Regions from separate parts of the Mus musculus genome. Here regions 1, 2, 4, 5, 6 and 7 are each linked to region 3. The links are chromatin contacts, called in public HiChIP or PLAC-seq, Micro-C and promoter capture Hi-C maps. All regions are on one chromosome and are shown on one strand. Each heading gives the region's core, a stretch centred on a gene start, on an enhancer-like site or on the middle of the called end of the contact. The rest is flanking DNA. Distances are from core to core; before and after follow the strand shown.

Evidence for each region. Promoter capture Hi-C pulls out the DNA fragments that hold promoters and counts their contacts. A called contact is a pair of places that touch in the nucleus more often than the background predicts. HiChIP or PLAC-seq counts read pairs in DNA pulled down with a chosen protein or histone mark.
Region 1: a contact with region 3 is called in a Micro-C map of embryonic stem cells, with 2.3 times the contacts expected there. The contact joins the enhancer-like site here to the promoter of Uhmk1 in region 3. A contact is called at or near these places in 2 of 39 promoter capture datasets (the HPC-7 cell line and liver), 2 of 484 Hi-C or Micro-C datasets (both in embryonic stem cells) and 4 of 115 datasets of contacts at active chromatin or transcription factors (embryonic stem cells and stem cell-derived neural progenitor cells).
Region 2: a promoter capture Hi-C map of the HPC-7 cell line shows a contact between it and region 3. The contact joins the enhancer-like site here to the promoter of Uhmk1 in region 3. A contact is called at or near these places in 11 of 39 promoter capture datasets (the C10 cell line, the HPC-7 cell line, HPC-7-derived erythroid cells and 6 more), 2 of 115 datasets of contacts at active chromatin or transcription factors (embryonic stem cells and large pre-B cells) and 2 of 9 other capture datasets (adipose tissue and macrophages).
Region 4: a contact with region 3 is called in an H3K4me3 HiChIP or PLAC-seq map of stem cell-derived neural progenitor cells, with 17 read pairs. The contact joins the enhancer-like site here to the promoter of Uhmk1 in region 3. A contact is called at or near these places in 1 of 39 promoter capture datasets (liver), 1 of 484 Hi-C or Micro-C datasets (embryonic stem cells) and 4 of 115 datasets of contacts at active chromatin or transcription factors (bone marrow-derived macrophages, embryonic stem cells and stem cell-derived neural progenitor cells).
Region 5: a promoter capture Hi-C map of neural stem cells shows a contact between it and region 3. The contact joins the promoter of Nos1ap here to the promoter of Uhmk1 in region 3. A contact is called at or near these places in 18 of 39 promoter capture datasets (the C10 cell line, the HPC-7 cell line, HPC-7-derived erythroid cells and 13 more), 20 of 484 Hi-C or Micro-C datasets (the C2C12 cell line, the CH12 cell line, ECoMG myeloid progenitors and 10 more), 25 of 115 datasets of contacts at active chromatin or transcription factors (the HPC-7 cell line, astrocytes, bone marrow-derived dendritic cells and 13 more) and 5 of 9 other capture datasets (adipose tissue, embryonic stem cells, liver and 2 more).
Region 6: a promoter capture Hi-C map of hippocampal neurons shows a contact between it and region 3, with 2.2 times the contacts expected there. The contact joins the enhancer-like site here to the promoter of Uhmk1 in region 3. A contact is called at or near these places in 6 of 39 promoter capture datasets (the HPC-7 cell line, cranial neural crest, embryonic stem cells and 2 more), 4 of 115 datasets of contacts at active chromatin or transcription factors (bone marrow-derived macrophages, differentiating embryonic stem cells and embryonic stem cells) and 2 of 9 other capture datasets (embryonic stem cells and macrophages).
Region 7: a contact with region 3 is called in a promoter capture Hi-C map of the HPC-7 cell line. The contact joins the promoter of Olfml2b here to the promoter of Uhmk1 in region 3. A contact is called at or near these places in 18 of 39 promoter capture datasets (the 3T3-L1 cell line, 3T3-L1-derived adipocytes, the C10 cell line and 12 more), 1 of 15 datasets of contacts at CTCF or cohesin (the NIH/3T3 cell line), 4 of 484 Hi-C or Micro-C datasets (bone marrow-derived macrophages, differentiating embryonic stem cells, embryonic stem cells and 1 more), 17 of 115 datasets of contacts at active chromatin or transcription factors (bone marrow-derived macrophages, cardiomyocytes, differentiating embryonic stem cells and 10 more) and 5 of 9 other capture datasets (adipose tissue, embryonic stem cells, liver and 2 more).

Annotation. Positions count from the first base shown.
Region 1 is chr1:170,520,316-170,523,246 of GRCm38.p6, forward strand. The region is part of intron 1 of Nos1ap (nitric oxide synthase 1 (neuronal) adaptor protein); the gene reads right to left. Among named protein-coding and RNA genes, the nearest start is that of Gm46171, 19 kb to the right of the region's middle. Within about 2 kb of position 1,411, at least 69 of the 459 cell types and tissues checked have an H3K27ac peak or open chromatin away from gene starts, as enhancers often do. A contact at or near this core is called in embryonic stem cells, where this site is marked.
Region 2 is chr1:170,704,745-170,707,632 of GRCm38.p6, forward strand. It overlaps Atf6 (activating transcription factor 6), which reads right to left. Exons shown (of 16, transcript NM_001081304.1): 16 at 1-2,888. Among named protein-coding and RNA genes, the nearest start is that of Gm23523, 46 kb to the right of the region's middle. Within about 2 kb of position 1,492, at least 21 of the 459 cell types and tissues checked have an H3K27ac peak or open chromatin away from gene starts, as enhancers often do. A contact at or near this core is called in the HPC-7 cell line and pre-B cells, where this site is marked.
Region 3 is chr1:170,214,087-170,216,919 of GRCm38.p6, forward strand. Uhmk1 (U2AF homology motif (UHM) kinase 1) reads right to left here and starts at 1,321. Exons shown (of 8, transcript NM_010633.4): 1 at 887-1,321. The coding sequence starts at 1,154.
Region 4 is chr1:170,502,000-170,504,864 of GRCm38.p6, forward strand. The region is part of intron 2 of Nos1ap (nitric oxide synthase 1 (neuronal) adaptor protein); the gene reads right to left. Among named protein-coding and RNA genes, the nearest start is that of Gm46171, 37 kb to the right of the region's middle. Within about 2 kb of position 1,257, at least 35 of the 459 cell types and tissues checked have an H3K27ac peak or open chromatin away from gene starts, as enhancers often do. A contact at or near this core is called in stem cell-derived neural progenitor cells, where this site is marked.
Region 5 is chr1:170,588,275-170,591,103 of GRCm38.p6, forward strand. It overlaps Nos1ap (nitric oxide synthase 1 (neuronal) adaptor protein), which reads right to left and starts at 1,575. Exons shown (of 10, transcript NM_001109985.2): 1 at 986-1,575. The coding sequence starts at 1,090.
Region 6 is chr1:170,663,413-170,666,112 of GRCm38.p6, forward strand. All of the region lies in intron 4 of Olfml2b (olfactomedin-like 2B), which reads left to right. Among named protein-coding and RNA genes, the nearest start is that of Olfml2b, 20 kb to the left of the region's middle. Within about 2 kb of position 1,384, at least 65 of the 459 cell types and tissues checked have an H3K27ac peak or open chromatin away from gene starts, as enhancers often do. A contact at or near this core is called in bone marrow-derived macrophages and hippocampal neurons, where this site is marked.
Region 7 is chr1:170,643,067-170,645,971 of GRCm38.p6, forward strand. It overlaps Olfml2b (olfactomedin-like 2B), which reads left to right and starts at 1,466. Exons shown (of 8, transcript NM_177068.4): 1 at 1,466-2,029. The coding sequence starts at 1,856.

The DNA of each region.
Region 1 (2,931 bases), core at 161-2,660, 310 kb after region 3:
GCAGGTCTCCAGCTCTGGAGAGGAAGTACGCTCAGGGACACATGGGTTCTGGTCTGACCACACCATTCGGAAAGGATGGTGAGCCGGCTGGATAGTTGCCCTCAGGGAAACAGAGTTAGGATTAATGAGCAACCAAGTCAACTCTTTTGAGGAATGAGAAAACCACATTCAGAAAGACAGCAGAATCTTCCAGCATGCATCTGATAAAAAACCCACTGGTTGGCCAGCACAAGTATGGTCATGCTCCCCATCAGAAGGGCACAGCCCCGTTAACAGGGCAAACATAAAGGTTCCTAGTGCGGCTGCATTCGTCCCTCTCTTCTCTCAGAAACTGCGCAACCCAGTCTCTACCCCAGCATGTGCTATGAGATGTCTTAACAACCCCTTCCCTTTAAAGAGAACAGAGCTCTAGAGGAGGTGCCGAGTAACAGAGAAGGTACCAGATCTCTTCCAAGCCTCCAGCTTCCCGTGTAGGACCCCACTGTACTCTTCCCTGTTCTTTCTCTGAGGACCCCAAACCAAGTCTGCTGTCTATCCTGTGCACTGCCCACCTCCTCACATCCCTCTGGGTCTCCTGGCCACACCCTGCCCCCTCTCCAATACACATGAGCATAAAGCCCTGTGACAACCTGCATGTGGCTAGAACTCACCAGTGGGAACGTCTCCATCTCAGTGACTTTTGTGATCTAATTCCCATCCTGCTACCCTCCAGATGAGGAGAATCACAGGGAGTTGTGGGAGTCACACCAAGGTTACTGACAAAGGAAAGTGTCACACACTCAGTAGGGCCATCCTGCCAGTGCAAATGAAAGCTCACCACCCTGACTCCAGCTAATGCTACTCCTTTTGTTGCCCTGTTCATATCCTTCCCCACAGTCTGCTTGGTCTGCAAGAAAAGCTCTATCTGGATCACACGGTTACTTTCCTCCACAATAATATGAGCCCCTATGGGGCTTCTGCTCTTATTCTGTACCCCAGCTCTTGGAACAGGGTCTGGAAAAGGAAGATTCAGCATCCCTTGGTCAGGGCATAGTGACACACACTTGTTAGTCCCAACACTTAGGAGGCCGAGACAGGAATATTATTGTGACTTCCAGGCCAGCCTTTGGTACCCAGTGAGCTAGGCCAGCCTAAACTAGAGTGAGACTCTTGCCCCACCCACTGTCCAACAGTGAAAATAAATAAATAAACTAAAAATAAAACCCAATAACAACAAGAAAAACCCCACTGGATCGGTGTAGGAGAAATGGAGCCCATAGGAGTCTAGAGCCCCGCCAAGGACACACTCTGCAGGCCAGTGGCTCTGCTCCAGAGGGAAAGACCTTCCTGCCCTGCAGGACTGTTCTGCACACAGCTGAGTGTCCTGCTGTGCCGGATTACCAATGTGACCTGGGCTACAGTTCTCGCCTCATTTAGCAGGGAACAAAGCAGCATGAACTGCAGAGGCCCAGAGCAGCCCAGATTCCAGAGCACAGGCAGTAAGGGAGTGACCTTCTAGTAACTGCTCTGGGGGAGGGGAGGAAAGAGGAAAACAGTGCTGCACCCTGACTCTCAGTCCCACTTCTGAGGCCTTCAGCTTGGTCCTTGGGTACTCAGGTGCAGGGGACCTGGGGAGAGGTGGGGCATATGCCATAGGTCCTTCCTTTCAGCTACAGTCAAGGCAAAGCCTCAGTGCCCAGTCCTCTCCAGCCCTCCCTTGCACACAGGTATATATGTACACACACGTACACATGGCACAGGCATACACACATGTGTACACACAGAGGCATACACAAATGCACACACACACACACACACACACTCGGAAAAACTTCAAATGCAGCTGTACATCACATATTTATTTCTACTCAAAGAAGATTGAAGCACTTATCTTTCTGCTACCCCCATCCCTAAAGCAAGTATTTGAAGGCTGTCTATTGTGATGGTCACTACCAATCAGTAGTCCAACAGTGGGACCAATGAATATGCCAGAGATCGTAGCAGATTCCTTTTCAATCCCCAACATGCAAGGCCTGGGTGCAAAAAACAAAACAAAACAACCTGTGCTGATCTGTCTTTAGGCTCATACTATTCAATTCTCAAAAAGGGCAGAGGCAGGGCAGAACCATCAAAGGGCTGTCTCTCTCTTAGTCACCATTAGCAAATTCTTAGACATGGCGGCCTGACTGTTGTTTAAGAGGACTTGACAGGTAAAAGCTGTAAGACAAAGACCGCTCTGGATTTTCAGCCCTTGAACGGAAGCCTCAGTGTGGCAGTTAACATCCCTGGATCTTGTCACAAAGGCAGGTGTGGGGCAAAGGCTAGGGTAGCATCCTGGGCACCTGTCCAGAGATCTGCCTGCCCACCTAGGGTTCATACTTGTTCAACAGGAAAGAGAAGAAAGTTCAAGGTATGGGGAGAAGCATTGACGAAAGCTGCACAAAACTTAAACATCTGTAAAACAATTAGTCAACCAGGAATGCAGACCTGACCCAGCAACGCTACGACAGTGACATGGAGCTGGGTCAAAAGCTTAAGTAGCCTGAAACAGCATTTGATCCAACCCTTCATTTTCACACAGGAGGAAATTGTGTCTCGAATAGAAACATTGTTTGTGAGTGGCAGAATCAGAAAGCAGTGTGGGTTACCTCACCTACTCCGTATCCCAACAGGAAATAAAAGCCATCAGAAAGAACAGGCCCAGTGCCCCATTAAGGTCTGATTCAAATTAGATGCAAATTAAGCTGGATGAGGACTTTCAAATACTAGCAGACAAATACTAGCGAGGTCAAACCCAGTGAAAAACTGCCAAGCGCTGAGGTAGAAGGCACAAGGACAAAGGGTCCTCATCTGGCTCCATCGAAACACTTTGAGGTGGAGCTAAGATGCTCAGCAAGGAATATGGAGCTCTGTCACTGAGGGAGGGGAGAGATAATCTCTCTATTAGAGTGG
Region 2 (2,888 bases), core at 242-2,741, 490 kb after region 3:
AATATGAAATAGTCTGCCACCATTATTTATTGTAAACGGACATAATTATTCAGGGAGAGAACAATACATTTTTCCTGCATTTCTTCCACACATGGTAAGACAGGGTCCCACGTATCCCTGGTTGACCCTTAACTCCCGATCTTCCCACTTCCACCTCCCAAATGCTAGGATTCTAAGCACACTCCACCGTCCTAGTTTATGTGGTGAAGGAAGCCATGGCTTCGGGCACTCTAAGCAAGCAGTCTTCCATCTAAGCTACATACCCCATCCACCATGGGTCTATGCTCATTTAAACCTCTGGCTTCACTGCCCCTCATTACCATGATGAGAAGAAAAGAAAACCTAGAATCTCAAAGAGAGCAGTGCTTTGTAGCTTTCTTCATCTCCTGCATCCTGGCAACTGCCCAGAAAGTAGAGGTGATAATGAACTAGGCTAGTTCAATTGACACACACGTGCTGTGAATTCAGTCTGCTGGTTCAGTCTGGAACTAGCATCCTGGGGAATATGCTACACTTCCTGCTTCATTTCACTATAGTCACCAGCTTGACGGAGGACAAAAAGCCCACCAGTGTGTTATTTGTTGACCTCCACAGATGACTCATTGACTCTTTAGTTCCTGAACCCAATATAATTAAGTCTTTTCATGTACTAAGTCTGTAATGCTTAAAGCTAGCCAAGCACAGGGTTGCTTTGTGACACTGGCTGGCCATGCCATGACTCACAAAGTTTCCTAATCACACAGTCTTATCTTTTTTTTCCCCATAGATTCTATGAGTACCTGACAGATATTAGAATTGCTGCAAGTTCTAGTAATATCCAAAATAAACTATGTTTTAAGCTTAGTTATTAAAAATATAAGCTAATAGAATACTAATAGTTTCCTTAGGTAGGAGAAAACTGTATTTTCTCTATGTGCATAGTTCCTTTCGGACTCTGGGAATATCTTCCTAGGCAGTCCAGTAGTTACTTAAAAATCACCCACAATTCCTGTAGTGGGCACCAGGGAGGAAATGTCTCTTTCCAAGTGCTATCAGGGTGGGAATGACAATGTCCTCAATCCATTATCTTCCTTCTAGGCCTTACTTTTTTTCTTTTGGTTAAAAATATAACTGGTGTTCATATTAGCAGCAAAAAAAAAAAATCATTACTTATGTAAATTAAAATGCCCCATAACTGACCAAAGAACAGGTGGGTAAGGACTACGAGTTTGCCGGTGGCAATAAGCTACTCTCAAGTCTGGGACTATGCGGAGAGCTTGGGAAGTTGATTCTTATGACAGAGCTACAGGTCACATGTGGAAGTTGAGGTGTATGTACCTGCTGAAGGATGAGGTCAATGCTCCCAGGCTGAGGTGGAAAGAAGGCTATCACGGGGGAGGGGTGTTGTGGTGATGGGGGCACCTCCATGAGACCAGAATGGGGAGCCACTGCATAGGAACGCTGGCTCTCTAGGTTAAGGAAATGCAAGAGCTTCTAACATGCTATTAAAGCAGAAGTCGGACTGGAAGTTTTTGATGTGGGAGGAAGTCAACCGTGATTCCTAGTTTTGTTGCTGTGGTACATTTCTGTCAAGTTTCATAGTAAAACAGCAAGACTGACTTTTTAATTAGATAAATTCCCAGTCTTACAGTCTCACAGTGGAACTGTGGGAGTTGTCTTGAGTTAAATGTTCTAGTTATGGCAGCCATGACTAACAGCATTGGGCAGCTGTAACGACTGGGGAATATTTGCCTAGGATGGAGATTTGGGCCAACAAGATTGAACCACGACAGTCACTTTAAACATACGAGAGAAAGTCAGTTCCCTCTGTTTTCAAGTGACAGTTATTGGGAAAATTCAGGAATGACGCACATTATGTAACTTTTTGAGTACTTCCTTGTCTGCTTCACGATTAATATTATTATTTATGTGTAACTGTGTTAGTGAATGCCATGTGTGCACAGATGCCAAGGGAGACTAGAAGAGGGCATTAGATCTCCTGGAACTGGAGTTAGGGGTTATGGGCTGTGTCATGGGTGTTAGGAATGGAACTTGGGTCTCCTGGAGATGCAGCAAGAGCTCTCAGCAGTTGAGCCATCTGGCCAGCCCAGGGTCTACTTCTTGCTAATGAGAAAGAAAGGCAAAGGGGACAGCTTTGTGCTGCTGACATTCATCTCTCAAGCATCCGTTCTCATCACCTCCTAACTTGAAAGTGGGTTTCCATTCTATTCTAAGGAAGCTGTTTTATGAGCTAACTGCAGAGAGAAGCTGTTCTGTTAACAGGAGGGAACATGCAGTTACTCCCACTGAATTTAAAAGTGGGGGGCTTGCAAACACAGGAAAGACCACACTGCCAGCCTCTAGCAACACTTCCCAACATCACAGTACCATCAGCCCAGGGCACAAAATTATCTAGTAACAGGTGGAGTGACTTCCTCTGGGAATTTATCTGATTGAAAAACCAGATTTATTTGTTTTTATTTTTTATGTATATTAGCGTTTTGCCTGAACACATGTATGTGCACCATTATGTGTGTCTGGTGTCTGCAGAGGCCTGAAAAAGGTAGAGGATCCCATCCCCTAGCCTGTCCCCAATGGAGTTAGAGATGGCTTAAAGCTGGGAACTGAACCTGGGTCCTCTGGAAGAGCAGTAAGCGAAGTTAACCACTGAGCCATTTCTCTAGCTCAAATTTATTTAATTTTTTCATAATCTTGAAAAATCACATTTTAAAACTTAATAAATTAAAAAATATATATATTATGTACATACATAGCTCCTACAGTTCCGGACTATAAACACCCAAGGGCAAGCATACCAAAATAAAAAATGAGACCTGAATGGCTGCTTACTTTGCTCCCAGGACAACAGCTTTTCCTCTCCAATGGGCCTGTGCTAGCGCACAAACATT
Region 3 (2,833 bases), core at 71-2,570:
TACACACACACATATTATATACATCAATTACAAATAACATTCTAATGTAATCACGCAAGAGATTCAACAAGTACTGAGGCATGCAAAAAATGTTCCTGTCAAACACCAAAGCTATAGTGATATACCGCTTAGTAAGATTAAGGAAAAAAAAGAAAAACACACTAGCATTAGGACATTCTATCAATGTAGTATTATAAATAAATAAATAAATAAATAAATAAATAAACAAACACTTTCTTCAAGCTACACATGGGTTCTATTTGCCAAGATCTATGACGCTTCTTTACTAACCAAAGTTATAACCGCTTACAAGCTCTCTGCCTGTACGTGGATTAGCAACGAGGACTGCTTCCATATATCTGTGGCCCAAACAAGCTTACATTCTAAATCTCTGAGTCATGAAAGTCTTACTGAAGCAAACGCTGTGCTCTTAAATATCACACTTCCATTAACTTCTAGGTAACACTGGGTTCCCTCTCCCAAATTCACACGAAATATGTATTTTTTTTTCCGTTCTCAGTAGTATGTCATTTGATGTCAATGATGGCACTGGATGCCCTAGAATATTTTCCATTTGGAAAAGATGCAAAATTTTCCACTCAAGACATGACAACCTGGCAAACTCATGCCTTTCACTTTCTAACTACCGGATGAAAACCTAAGCAAACTGGACTTTACTAAGCATTTGCTATGTAATAATCACTTCCACCGTATACCTCAGACAGCTGCAAAGGAAAGGTGGACTGAAAAGGGACCTGCATCGCGTGACAACTAGTGAGGCCCGATCCTCTCCTCCCACCTACAGGACCAAAGACCGGGGGCCAGGCGGAGGACGCTTATGCTTGAGCCGGGACATGGGCAGGACATGGGGGACAGCCACAATTACCGATGTTCCTGTGACCCTGCAACTGCTCCAGCGCCGCCCTCTCTTTGCGGAAACCATACTCCGCGGCCGAGGCCGCAGCCCCGGTGGTTCCCGGAGGCAGGAACTGCTTGAGGGCGCCGGGGGGCGAGCCCGGGGTACCGCAGCACCGCACCCGGTACACCGAGGCCGACGAGCCGCTGCCCAGGCGGCTCTGGACCTGCCACAGCCGCCCGAAGGCCTCCAGGAAGCGCGGCGGCTCGGCGCCCCACGCGCAGCCGGACCCCGCCATGGTGCGGGCTGGGCCGAGGACACGCGAGCCGACACGACGCGCCAGGCAGGCCCGCGGCGCCCGCCGTCACATCCCCGCCCGGACCCGCCGCTCCGCAGGGAGGGGCCTGCAGCGCTCCGACCGACTCCCCGGACCTCAGGCCGCCATGACACCGGAAGCCGGAGTGCACTCGGACCCAGCCGGAAGTGGGGGAAAGCCAATCCTAGAGGCTGAAGGAGGCGGGCCTAAGAGGGGCGGGGCCTCCAGGGGGAAAATTGTTTAGCACAAAACAACTGAGATATTAAACTTAATTATTAGAGATGGGGTGTAGCACAGTAGTAAAGTGCTTGCCTTGAATGCGCAAGGAAGGCCCTGGCTCCAGCAAAATATATGATTATTGATTTTTTTGTTTTATTTATCTTTAAAGAGTTATTATATTTGTATTTATATATTTGTGTATTTGTTCCTCATGTGTGCAGAAGTCAGAAGAAGGTGTAATATCTTTTGGTGCTGAAGTTACAGGAGATTGTGAGCTGCCGGGTTTGGGTGATGGGAACCAAAGTCCTGTCCTGGGGAAGATCAGTATTTCCTCATAGCCACTGAACTGTTTGTCTCTTGTGCAGCTATCTTATTTTCTATTACCTATTGTTTCAAGCTGAAAGCTACGTGCTTTCACATCTTCCTGATATCCATCATTACCACCTCCCTTTCTAATATAACTCCGATTTTCTTTGGAACAGTAATATACACAAAAGAAATACCTGGCCTCTCTCAGAAGTGGCTGTGACCACGCCCTCTCTCTAGTCAATAAGACCTTCCTGCATAACTAACAAGGATTTATTGGAAGATCTAACTTGACTCACTTAGATGTTGTGTTTTCTTCCCTGTTACTTCCTATCTCCTGCTTAAGAAAATAAGCGTAAAGCTAAAGACAGATTAGTTGGGGCTAGAGAAATGGCTTAGCAGCTAAGAGCACTGACTGCTCTTCCAGATCAGGGTTCAATTCCCAGCATCCACATGGCAACTCACGAGTGTCTATAACTCAAGTCCCAGAGCATCTGGCACTCTTACACAAACATGCAGGCAGAATTTCAGTGTATATAGAAATAAATAAATCTTAAAAAGCAAAACAAAAAATAAAGACAGATTAGTCATCCTGTTTATGAAGCAACTGAGAGAATAAAAGCAACATATTAATATATTAATTGGATGTGATCTATTGTGCCAAAAAGCCCAAAGTATGTTGTCTTAGATATGGAAGCATTCCCTTCTACAATTAATAATGCAGGGTTCTGCCAATCTCAGTGGACTTTTATCTTTGTGACCTATGTGTTTGCCTTGTCTTTCAGCATTTCATGGTTTTGAGAATGGGGAAAGAGACCAAAGAAGCACAAAAATAGCCAAAATGGTACTGAGTTTTCTGGTCGTATCCCATTAGCTAGTGCTTACCTAGTCATATGACCCAAGCTAGCTCCAGACAAGCTAGAAAATTCACATAAAATTCATAACTAATGGAAGAAGAGGAAACTGGGTGTATAGGGACAAATAAACGCAAGTCTAGATCATTCATGACCCAGAAGAAATGCAAAAGGTTTCTGGATCCTTGACAGCTTGGTAGAAATCCATTGTGCTTCCTAAAACCATCCTCCAGACTTCTTACTGGGGGGGGGCAGGGTGCCTATTTGATTAAAGAATCTTAA
Region 4 (2,865 bases), core at 7-2,506, 290 kb after region 3:
AAGCTCAGTGAGTTAACTGCAGGAAAAGATGCACCAAGTAGCACCTCACTTCTAACACCTGGTGTCAAAGGTATGTGCAGTACTGGGGGTTTTAAGCAGACTCTTGAACTCTGATATGGCTCAGCATGTCACCTGAAAGAAAGGAGGCCATGCCAAGGGTCAGACATGGCTTGTGCCTTGTAATTCCACTACACAAGAGGATGGGGCAAGAAGACTGTGAAAGTGCTGGGCTAGCCTACTCTACAAAAGTAAGATTCTGAGATAGCCACATAGACAAACAGACAGACAGATAAATGGATGGTAGATAATAGATGGGTAGACACATAGACAGGCAGACATATAGATAATAGATTGATAGATGATTGATATACACATACATATATACTACATACAAACATAATACACATATAAACATACATAAATAGACAGATACATTAAAAGAAATCCACCCCCTACTCCTGCTGTTTCCTGATTGTTCTGTGAAATGGCTTTCTGGTTCCTATCTCTACAATTCTGGGGCTATATAAAGACCACACTTAAAAATATTCACAACTCATATATACCCTGCATTAGTCGACTGCCTTCACACCCAGCTCCTCTTGGGCCAGAATAAACAAAGATCCACTTGGCTCTACAAGGGACAGAACAAGGCTGAAAGGACAAAGTGACAAGTGACAAGGATACATGTCAGTAATCTGTATCTGAGCTACCGAGGAGTCCCTCTTTCTGGGAGAGGCTGACACATTGGGGGAGGTGTGCAATGGAAGGCAGGCAAGGACGGACAGCGGCCTGGGGTGGTAGGGTTGCACTAGGAGGCCGAGCCTGCTTTTCTCAAGGAATAGAAAATGAGGCATGCTGGACCTTCCTCAGCTCTCAGCCACCTGCAGTATCCTGCTCACGATGTGCATCTTGAATAAGCCAGGACCCAAACCATTGACTCCCTGGCCCACTGCCAGCCCTCCCTGCGATCCAGGCCCTGGGGCTCAGCAAGGCAGTTAAGGGGCTTGGGGGTGAGGAGACAGGAGGCCAAGCTCCCTCAATGACTGTTTTCAGGAGGCCAAAGGCAGGTGTGGGCTCACCTCCTGAATCAGCCCTGGGGGAAGCCTAACAAAGCAGGTGCCAGATCTTCTCATCGGGAGGTCTATCTAGAGGGGAAGGAGGCAGGGCACGCTGCTCACAGAACACTAACAACACATTAACAGGACGACTGCCACTGGAGACAACAGGGTTGAGAGGGATGTAGAGAAGCCATTTGTCACTCCCACAGCCAACCATCGAGTGGTTAAAAGGCCTCTCCAGGGAAGCAGGTCTCATGCAGCCCAGAGAGTGTGAGGGGCAGCAGCTACCCAGTCTTTTTGATGCTGACTGAATACCCAGGGGCTGGGGGCTATACAGTGCACCCTGGGTCAGCAGGTCTCTGCTCTGCAGGCTTTCAATCTAGCCCTGCCGGGACAACAGAGGCAAGCAGGGAAAACCACCAGACAGGGACCGAGCTCCTCGTTAGGACCCTGAACAAAGAGTTTGTGCTGCCAACTCCTGTTCACTCTGTCCAGCTACGGCCCTCTATGAGGTCTCTCAGTGAATTCTTACAAACAGAAACTATTTACAAGATAGCTGGGGAGAGCCACAGGTCTCTACAGAGTGTGGTGGGGACACAGAAGACAGAAAAGCTATTTTGTAGGTGTCAAAAGAAACTTGTAGGGAAAAAAGGGGGGGACACTGAAACTGGGCTCATGGAGAAGCAGCAGAAGCTGGACTGGGTCTTAAGGAGATGAGCTTCAGCCATCCAGAGAAAGAGGTGCCTGCCAGGTAGAAGGAAGGATGGAGAGCTAGCTGATAGGAAGATGCTCCTGACCTATGCTGGGGCATGCCTGCATTACTTGCAAAAGCCTATACACCTTGCTAGGAGCTCAGGGTCCAATCTAGAGATGGCAAAGCATCATAAAGAGCTGTACACAGGACAAAACCAACAGGGCTGCCTTTAGAGAGACAAGCTGTCTCCAAAGGAAAGGATGAAGGGAAGCTAGCCTAATGCACAGGGACACAGGGACCTCCACAAAGCATACACTACCACTCTACCACTGAGCTACACCCCGACCGCTACAGGCTGCTGTGCAATAAATGACAGGGCTCCCTCTACTTGGAGAGGTCACCAGGGATCCACATATTTGAGAAATATTTGTTTAGAAGGCAATTTGGCATGGGTAGCTCGGGCAAAATCTAGAGAAAGGAGTCTAAAGTGACCCTGAGGTTTGAAGCGTACAGTGGCTGGGTAACATGACTTTCACTGGCGTAAACTGGCATCCATAAAAATCCAAGGGAAAGCAAAAAGCAAAGAGGCGAAACATCTGCAGAAATGACAAATCCAGGTTTTTGACACACCAAATTCAAGGTGGCTTTGGAACACAAAGCGGGGTGGGAGTGCCACACAGAATATATGAATCTCAAGCTCTAAAACGAAGTTTATAAAAATCAAATAATGGCCCTTCCTTACATCTAGTGCTATGCACTGCCTGGCAGTGTTCCCAGATGGAAGACAGACACAATCAGGAACACAGATGATACTGTCTGGCTAGACACTTGGAAAATGAGGACAATCGGCCTGCTCTTGTAGGATCTCTGAGCCAGACTCCAAGTCTCAGTTCCCAATCAAAGCAGCGCCAAGCTCAGACTTTGCAGAGAATCCTAGACTCCCCACTCACCAGCTCTAGGCTAGAGCAAGCTGTTTAACCTTTCTCTGCCTTAGCTTACACATCTATAAAGTGGGGTGATCTCACACTCACATCCACTTTTGAATGGATTGATACTTTTGAAGTGCTGTCTGCGGGTGGCCAGACACAGCAACATGACAGAGTGCAATCTAGA
Region 5 (2,829 bases), core at 325-2,824, 370 kb after region 3:
GCAGAAAAGAGAACGGAGCAAGTCTGCCTTTTGTCAAAAGTCTTGTTCTCAAAACCCAATCTATACAGAGCTCGCTTAAATTCCACTCAGTAACAAGCACACTGTGCATGCTGAGCATCCCTGCGCGTTTCTTTCCTTAAGTTATAGGTAGGACTGGGCATCAGTCACGAGCAGAAGCCTTTTCCACTGAAAAGCACCATTCCGGGAAACTCCACTGCAGTCTTAGAAGCCAGAACTCCTTACACAGAGAGGTGCCTCATGGTCAGGTCACCGGGTTGCCTGTCTTATACACAACCACTGGTCCAGCGAGGTTTCCACTCCACCCCTCCCCCAAGGGTGGCTTTGGCCTTGACCCTGCAAATTCCAGTCTGGGCTAAATTCTTCATCAGCAACTGCTGAGATTTAACAGTGCACCACAAAACTAGAAAACAGGTTTCACCCCACTACTACACCAATGACTGACACATGCTAAAGTGTCCAAAAGCAGACATTTGGGAAGTAACTTTTAACACCTACACTCAACTACTTGGAATGAGTGTGTGTGTGTGTGTGTGTGTGTGTGTGTGTGTGTGTGTGTGTGTGTGTGTGAAATATACACATATATATATAACTTTTTTAAAAACCGGTCAGGAAACAAGCATTCTCCTTTTAAAACACCTCCAAAAGCACCTCTCTCATGGGAGGCCAGCAGGTAAATAACACCAGCGCTTCCTTAAAGCTTTCTAAAGAGCCAGACATGCAGGCTGCGCTGCTCAGCCTTCTCCGGGAAGTAACTCAATCCAGCCTTGGCGGGCGAGGATGGGGTGTCTGCAGGTAGGAGACGGGGAAGAGGCAGTACACCTCAAACTTTGCAGGTGCTCATTTTTAGCTGTTCTGGGCAAGAGCTGAGAAAGGCCTAGCCCACCTGCTCTGAGTCCAGGACCGCTGGCACCCCATTCCCCCAGACCTGCCCTCTCAGGGCACTGCCCTCCCGGTGGCCCCTCACCTTGGCCTCAAAAGAGATGCCGTGCTGGAAGGCGTCCTCGTTGTGCAAAGGGATCCGTAGATCGTGCCCATCGTCCACAAGGTTGTACTTGGTTTTGCTGGGCATGGTGACCCGCGGCGGACCCGCTGCTCCAAGGGGGCGGCGGTGGCGGCGACGAGAAAGAGCTGGCGAGACCCTGTGCAGAGAACAGTGGGGCCGGGCGAGGCGGCGGCGAGGACCCGGGTCGTGAGGTGGGCAGCCTGGGTGCCAGGAGGTGGCAGGGGTGAACCGGGAGCCGAGCCTCCCGAGGGCCGAGCGGCAGGGGCGGCGCGGATGCGGCTGGCGCGAGCAGCTCGGTGGCCGCGCTCTGACTACGGGGAGGCGGCCAGGCGGCCGGGCAGGCGGGAGCGAGCGGCGCGGAGCCCCGGACCGGGACGCCGAGCGAAGGGCGCACGGCCAGAAGCGGGACTAGACCGGGAGTCCGATCCCGAGCTCGGCGCGCACGGCCCGGGACGAGGAAGAAAGGCAGCGGCGGCGGTGGTGGCGGTGGCGGCGGAGCAGGGTGCCTGTCACGGAGACGCCGGATCGGCTGCCAGCCCGCGGCTCCTCCTGCGGGGCGGGCCTGGACCGACTCCTCCCGCGCGCTAGAGCCCCGCCCGCCGCCGCCGGGTCCGCCCCGCGCCCCGCGCCCCGCGCGCGCCCAGCAGGTGAAAGTCCCCGCAGCGCTGAGCCGAGACCCGGGAACTTCGCCCTGGCCAGACCGCAGGAGCGTGGCGATCCAGGCGCAGTCCGCTTAACTAGTAGTGGCGAAACGGCATCGCCTTGCATGTGTGTGTTTGTTTTGGTTTTGTTTGGGGAGCCCGAGAGAAGCGGTGTTAATATTGGGTTTTGTTTTCCCAAGAAGGCCAGAGATCTATCCCAGATACCCTCGGTCTGGACAGCATTAATTCAGAGATCCCCGCTTCTCCTCAGAATCAAGGCGAAAACCAAATAAGAGGGCTGTCTCCAGTGCTTTTTGTCCCTTTGGGTGTGTGGCTTGCATTTGGGGGCTCAGCAGGGTTTCTTTGCGAAGAATTTAAATATATAAAAGTCGTCAGCCTCGTAGAACTGGAGTAGGCTGCACTAGGGACAAGAAATTGCAGAATGTTCTTATGTCATTTATTAAAGTTTTTTAACTGGCTGGTGATAAGAAAGAAAGGAGAAAAGAAATAGGAAGGAAAAGAAAAGAAAAGAAAAGAAAAGAAAAGAAAAGAAAAGAAAAGAAAAGAAAAGAAAAGAAAAGAAAAGAAAAGAAAAGAAAAGAAAAGAAAAGAAAAGAAAAGAAAAGAAAAGAAAAGAAAAGGAAGAAAGAGAACGTTTCCAGAATTCTGTGAGGCTTCTTATTGAAGCAAGAAGGAACGTGCCAAAGCAGGATTTGAGACCTGAGTGTGTAAACCTCATAGATACAGGGTTGTGTAACAGTTTCCTTTGAAATTGAAACATTCTGTCCAGCGTCCAGCAGGGAAGGTCTTTAAACTGGAAGGTAAACAACTCCAAGAAGTTTCAGGAAGTCCCTGAAACTGGCCAGATCCACCAGGCCCCTCCCTGCCAGAGTATAAACAAGAAAATCAGAGAGGCTCAAGTAACTTGAAGCTGAGCTGCAAAAGCAGTCTCTCGGAGGAGATAAACTGCAAAGACTCAGACCAGACCTAGAAGCAGCAGAAACCAGCTAAGCTGCCAGGAAGAGGTTTAGATCAGATCAGAGTCACTTGGAAAGGACACTCTCCAACCTGTTGAGCTGCCTGTGGGCTTCGAAGTGTACTCCAGGTCCCCAGCTTTTGTGCGCTGTCACCAATACTGGTCTGGGCCTTGATGATGCAGCTGTC
Region 6 (2,700 bases), core at 134-2,633, 450 kb after region 3:
TCTGTGTGCTATGATATATGTAAAAGGTTGCGAAGTGTGTTTCTCAGCTTTCTGCTACTGTAACAAATTACCTGAGATAATCAACTAAAAAAGAGGAATGGTCAAACGACTTGATTTCAGAAGTTTCAGCTCACGGTCATTGCTTTGCGTGGGGAGTATGTGGTAAAGCTCTGCCAGTCACCCCAGGGCATAGCAAAGCCAAGGAGAAGAAGGGGCCAGGCCCTATGACCTAACTTATCCCACTAAGCCCCATGTCTTAAAGCTTGCACTACCTCATAGCACCATGAACTAGACACCAAACCTTCAATAAATAGACTTAAGATCCAAATTATAGCAGGTCACATTGCTTTGTGGGACTCTGTTGCCTGGGTTATCGTAAATTTGGGTAGAGAGGATGGAAGGCTTTGTGTGTAGGCTCGGAACTCTTGATGTTTGGTTAGTTGATGGGTGTCATCTCTCCTAAACTAGCTTCAAACTGGCTATGTAGCCAAAGATGGCCTTGAACTACTGATTCTCCTGCCTCAGAGTCTCAGGTGCTGCGACTACAAGTGTGTACTACCATGCCTGGTCTATGCGGTGCTAGGGACTAAACCCAGGACTTTGGGCAAGATAAGCACTCTATACACCGAATTCCATTGCTGGCTTACAGGCTCAGAACTCTTGGGTAAAGAAACTCATTATAGTGAGGCTAAGGGGGCATATCTGGGGGGCTTGGGAACTTTCGAGTACATGTGTTCTGAAGACACATGGGGACTCTGAGACAACAGGCACTGGAAGAGTATGGTGTGTGGACTTCCCCAATAAGTCAAAAGCAGGAGGGCGGTGGTGTCGCACACCTTTAATCCCAGCACTTGGGAGGCAGAGGCAGGCGAATTTCTGAGTTCAAGGCCAGCCTGGTCTACAAAATGAGTTCCAGGACAGCCAGGGCTACACAGAGAAACCCTGTCTCGAAAAAAAAAACAAAAACAAAAAACCAAAAAAACAAAACAAAAAAAAAGAAGTCAAAAGCAATCCCATGCTGTAAAGCAAGAAACAGTAGTCATTACCTGGCTTTTGATGTTTTTGAAACATTATATTCCCTCATAAATAATTTGTCTTATTTTTGAGTGTCCCTTACGTATTGGTCACTGAAACATGTGTTTAGCCTGGTGGGTGGGTCACCCCTAAGGGACCTTGAAATCACCCCACAAAGAGGTGTGAAGGTACCTGAAATCACCCCAAAGCCAGGAGCTCTGGGAACCAGAAAGGGACGTGAAGGTGTCTGCCCCTCACACTTGGCTCCTGTGCCTCTCATCTCAGCCCCCGCTGCCCAGTGCAGCCAGCATTTCCTTACCTTCTGCTTCCAGCTTCCCAGTCAGCCAGCTAAGCTGGAGAATGCGGTCTGTTGTCTTGATGACACATTCTGTGGTACATTCAGAAACCCTGCTCAGATTTCCCGAGGGCAAACTACAAACCAAATCAAACACACCAAACTCTTTTTCTCCTTGCTCAGCAAAGTCCTTCCCGGGCCTTCCCTGAGTCCCCACAGCACACAGTGCTGAAGTTAGCACAATCCACCCAGCCAGGCTAGAAGCAGAGAGGGAGATACAGGATGCCCAGAGGTAGGCTCATTCTCTCGGTGTGTACGCAGCAGCCCTGTGTCTTTGGTGAGCGCCACGCTGCAACAGGGGAGATGGTTTTAGCTGGTTATTTTTGTTTCTTGCAAATGATGCCAGACAATTCTTGGAACGGCTAGTAATTATTTTGTAAGGTGGTCTTCCAACGTGGTCCTTGTCTAGAAGGTTGGCAGGGAGGCCCGGAGATCAGGTTGGTAGTGGAAAGGCACTGTGGGTGTGGGAACACTGGATGCCAGGAGGTGAAATCATTTGGCAGACTCTTGGATGAACAGAGAGGCAATCAGAATGTGGTGGGGGTAGCTGCCGCCCAGTTCAACTTGCCGCCAGCGAATCCAAGGAAATTATATGTTGTCTGGCAAAGGCTGTCCACCGTCTTGCTCCATATCCTTGGCTGGGACAAAGAACTGCAGTCCCTGCCCTTTCCCGAGAGCCTGGACCTAAAGTCAGTTCCTGGGGTTTGCCACAAAGAAATGACAGCTGGCTTCTCTGACATGGAGGGAAACCAGCGCCAGCAATTAGTTGCCCCTGGGCATTTGAGGTAGAGGCTGTGGCAGGAGCCTCTTGTCAACCTCCCAGGCAGCTCTTTCCACTGGGAAATGAAACATCTTCCACGTCCATGCACAGGGCAGTTGCCAGACCACAGCCCTGAAGACATGGAGATGGTGGCCACTTTTTGGAAGGCTAATAAGTAGACCTGAGGTCACAGTCAATGTGGCTTAATGTAAGGAGGAACACAGGCCCAGGAAGTAACCGTGGGGCCCACTTGGTGATTGTGTGACTTCACTTGTATCCTTCTCAGCTACTTCCCTGGGTGGAGTTTCAACTAAGTTACTGAATGGCTGTTTCCTTATCCAGGAAATGCTGGTAGCATTACCTTGCTCCATTGCTATGAGGATTAAAAATAATATTCTATATTGGGTTGGCTGTAATAGGTGCTCACTAAAATGGCACCACCAACAAGCAAGCATGCCCATCCTTCTGGTAGAGGTTGCCTTATAAGAGGCTTGAGGGAGGTACAGAGATGGCATGGAGGACCGACACCACCAAGGGCACAGCTGGCATACTAGCATGTGTTGTGCTCTCC
Region 7 (2,905 bases), core at 216-2,715, 430 kb after region 3:
AATGGTAACATTACACTTCTATCAACTATCATATCTAAGCTGGAGTCTGCTTTTGCTTGATTTATTACTTTCATTATCCCAACCTCTTTGCTTAGCATTAGGAACAAAGTATTCAGATTTCTCTAGGGGGTAGAATATCTTTTAGGTCTTTGCATTTGAAGGGATTGATATGCATCCAGCACAAGACATCCCAAGACCAAGTTCTCAGCCCAAAGGAGATTTATTTGCCCCCAAGGAACAAAGGGCAGGGAATACAAGTCAGGTGATAGAGAATGAAGGAGAAGGGGAAAGGAACACTGCCTCTGGATAGAGAGGAGGCAGATGTGGCACATAGGCAAATGACAGTTTATAAAGGTAAAGGGGAAGTCCCCTGTTTAGATGAGGGGTTTATTTTTGATTGTACAGATTAATTAGGGCAGCCAAAGGGAGGGGCCCTTAATAGCCTCAGGGGGCAGGAGTCGGCCAAAAGGGGGACTAGATCTTGGTGGCTGGCTTTAGGAATGTAATGGAACGGTTTTTAACAAGGAAGATGGGCTAGGAGAAGGCAAGGCCTGCCAGAGCCATGCCTGCCATGCTCAGCTCTGCTAGAGCCCCTCAGAATCGACCTGACTCTGCTGAGTATTTCAGAGTGGCAATTGTCCCAGAAGACTTAATGCTCTTTCCAAAAGTGACACATTGTTAATCTTCATAGTAGGCATATTCAGGGTCACTAATTAAAGAGCCCAAAAGAGGACCGCACCATTACATGTATATACCCTTTAGAGATTATCTGGCCAGATAGAGAGGCCTGTCCATTTGTCCCAAACCACGGAGACTGCAAGAGACATTCCCTGTGGTAGGCGTTTGATTCTGGGAAGTCACTAGGACAAACAGAACAGCAGAGACAGCAGAGACCTGTAGCCACTCTCCATATTTTAAAAATGTATCCAACTCCCTCCACATTCTGTCAGAGGTTCAAGATGCATCCTCTGGGTGGGGGTATTATCAGGTTCTAGGGTTGTAGCAGACATGAAGATTACAATTGTTCGTAAGTTCAAAGCTTCCCGTACTCCAGATGGAGTCAAGTTCCGGAAAACAAAACAAAACAAAACAAAAACCAACAACAATAAAACACTTCAAGAGAAGAGGTCGTGTTTCTCCGCTGTCCCGGTTGCAGTCCAGGGAGCAAGTCAGGGCTCCCCCGGAGCTCGGGCGTGAAGAAAACTCGAGAAAAGGCACACGGAGTCCCTCTCGGATGACCATTTACAATCAGATGCAAGGCCAGCAGCGCCCTTCCCACGCCAGCCGGCGCCCGCTTAAGCGCAGTGGCTGAACCCTAGAGGAGGCGGGGTCCCCGGGCGCAGCGCCCAAGTCTGTGCGCTTCCCGGTCCTCCTCCTCCGGGCCGTCACTGGCTGCATCTTTCTGCCCGGCACAATAGAGGCTCCGCCCTCCCTCCGCGCCAGCCCCGCGGCGCCCTGGGCCAGCAGCCCTCCCTTGCCTCCTGCGCTGTGGCCACTGTCCATCTTGCGCCCAGTCTCCGGGTGTCCCGAGTTTCCCGGCGCTAGCCTTCCACCTGAGCTCACGCTGCTGCGGCTTGCCCTCGTCGAGCCGGCGCCCTCCTCTGCTCCCTCAGTCACCTCTTTCTTGTGTCCTCTCTGCACAGTCTAAGCTGCTGGGGTCTGGGAGGAGATGTTCAGGGTCTCTGGGGAGCACAGTCCTGCTCCACTCAGCCACACCCAGCTTTAGACGTTAGACGGTTCTCTGAACATCTACTCTTCCGGACTCCAGTGAAGCCGCCTTCCAGCCTGTCTTTGCTGAGACCTCCGACCCAAGGTGGTCTCTGTAGGGACTAAAGTCCCTACTGTCGCATCTCTCATGGCCTATCCCCTGCCATTGGTTCTCTGCTTTGCTCTGGTGGTGGCACAGGTCTGGGGGTCCACTACACCTCCCACAGGGACAAGCGAGCCCCCTGATGTGCAAACAGTGGAGCCCACGGAAGATGACATTCTGCAAAACGAGGCGGACAACCAGGAGAACGTTTTATCTCAGGTAGGATGAGGAATCGCGTGCCCACCCCTCTTGCCTTGGGGGACCTCAAGGACCTGAGGCTGGTCCTGGATGAAAGATTTATGAGCAGCTGTTTTTCTCTGTATTTTTAGTGAAGTGGATGTTCACTTTTAGTTTATCACACTATATTGCTCGTTTGGTGTTGGACAGGCTTTCTCGTAGACCAGGCTGGCTTCCAGCTCACTTTATAGCTGAGGCTAGTCTTGAACTTCTGGTCCCTCTTACCTGCACTAAGAGTGGAGATTCTACAGCCCTGACTTTAGTTTTGTTGGGTTGTGTTAAAGTACTGTGTTAAAAAGTAAGGGCATGGGTCACAACTGTGGAGTGTTTCAGGCTTACCAAGTCAGGAGAAAGGAGAGGAAAGGAAAATACCACTGAGAAGAAAGGGGTGTGTGTGTGTGTGTGTGTGTGTGTGTGTGTGTGTGTGTGTGTGTGTGTGTGTGTGTGTGATGTAATGGTTGTGAAAAGTCCCTCTTGCCTATGAGACTGCCTGTCAGAATTGGAATGTGTAAACAGGAGGACAAGTTGGAAAGGAGGCAGATGGGATAGGTATAAGCCATGGGAGGTGGTTTATGGCTTCAGAGGAGACACTCGGACAGAAGCACTTGGTGAAGACAGAGTGTGTGATGTGCTACATGTGTGATGCTTATGAGGGGGACTCCAAAACAGAGGGATTTATGTTAAGACCTGGTGTACCTGGAGTGGAGTGTCAGTGCCGAGCCACACAGTTGTGGCTGATTCCCAGAGGGGGCCAAGCGACCCAGGATGGTGATTCGTGCTGTAGTGTGTCCGTTTATGAACTAACTCAGTCCTCAGAACACCCTGATTACCAGCCCTCTCAGAGATGAAGAGCAGAAG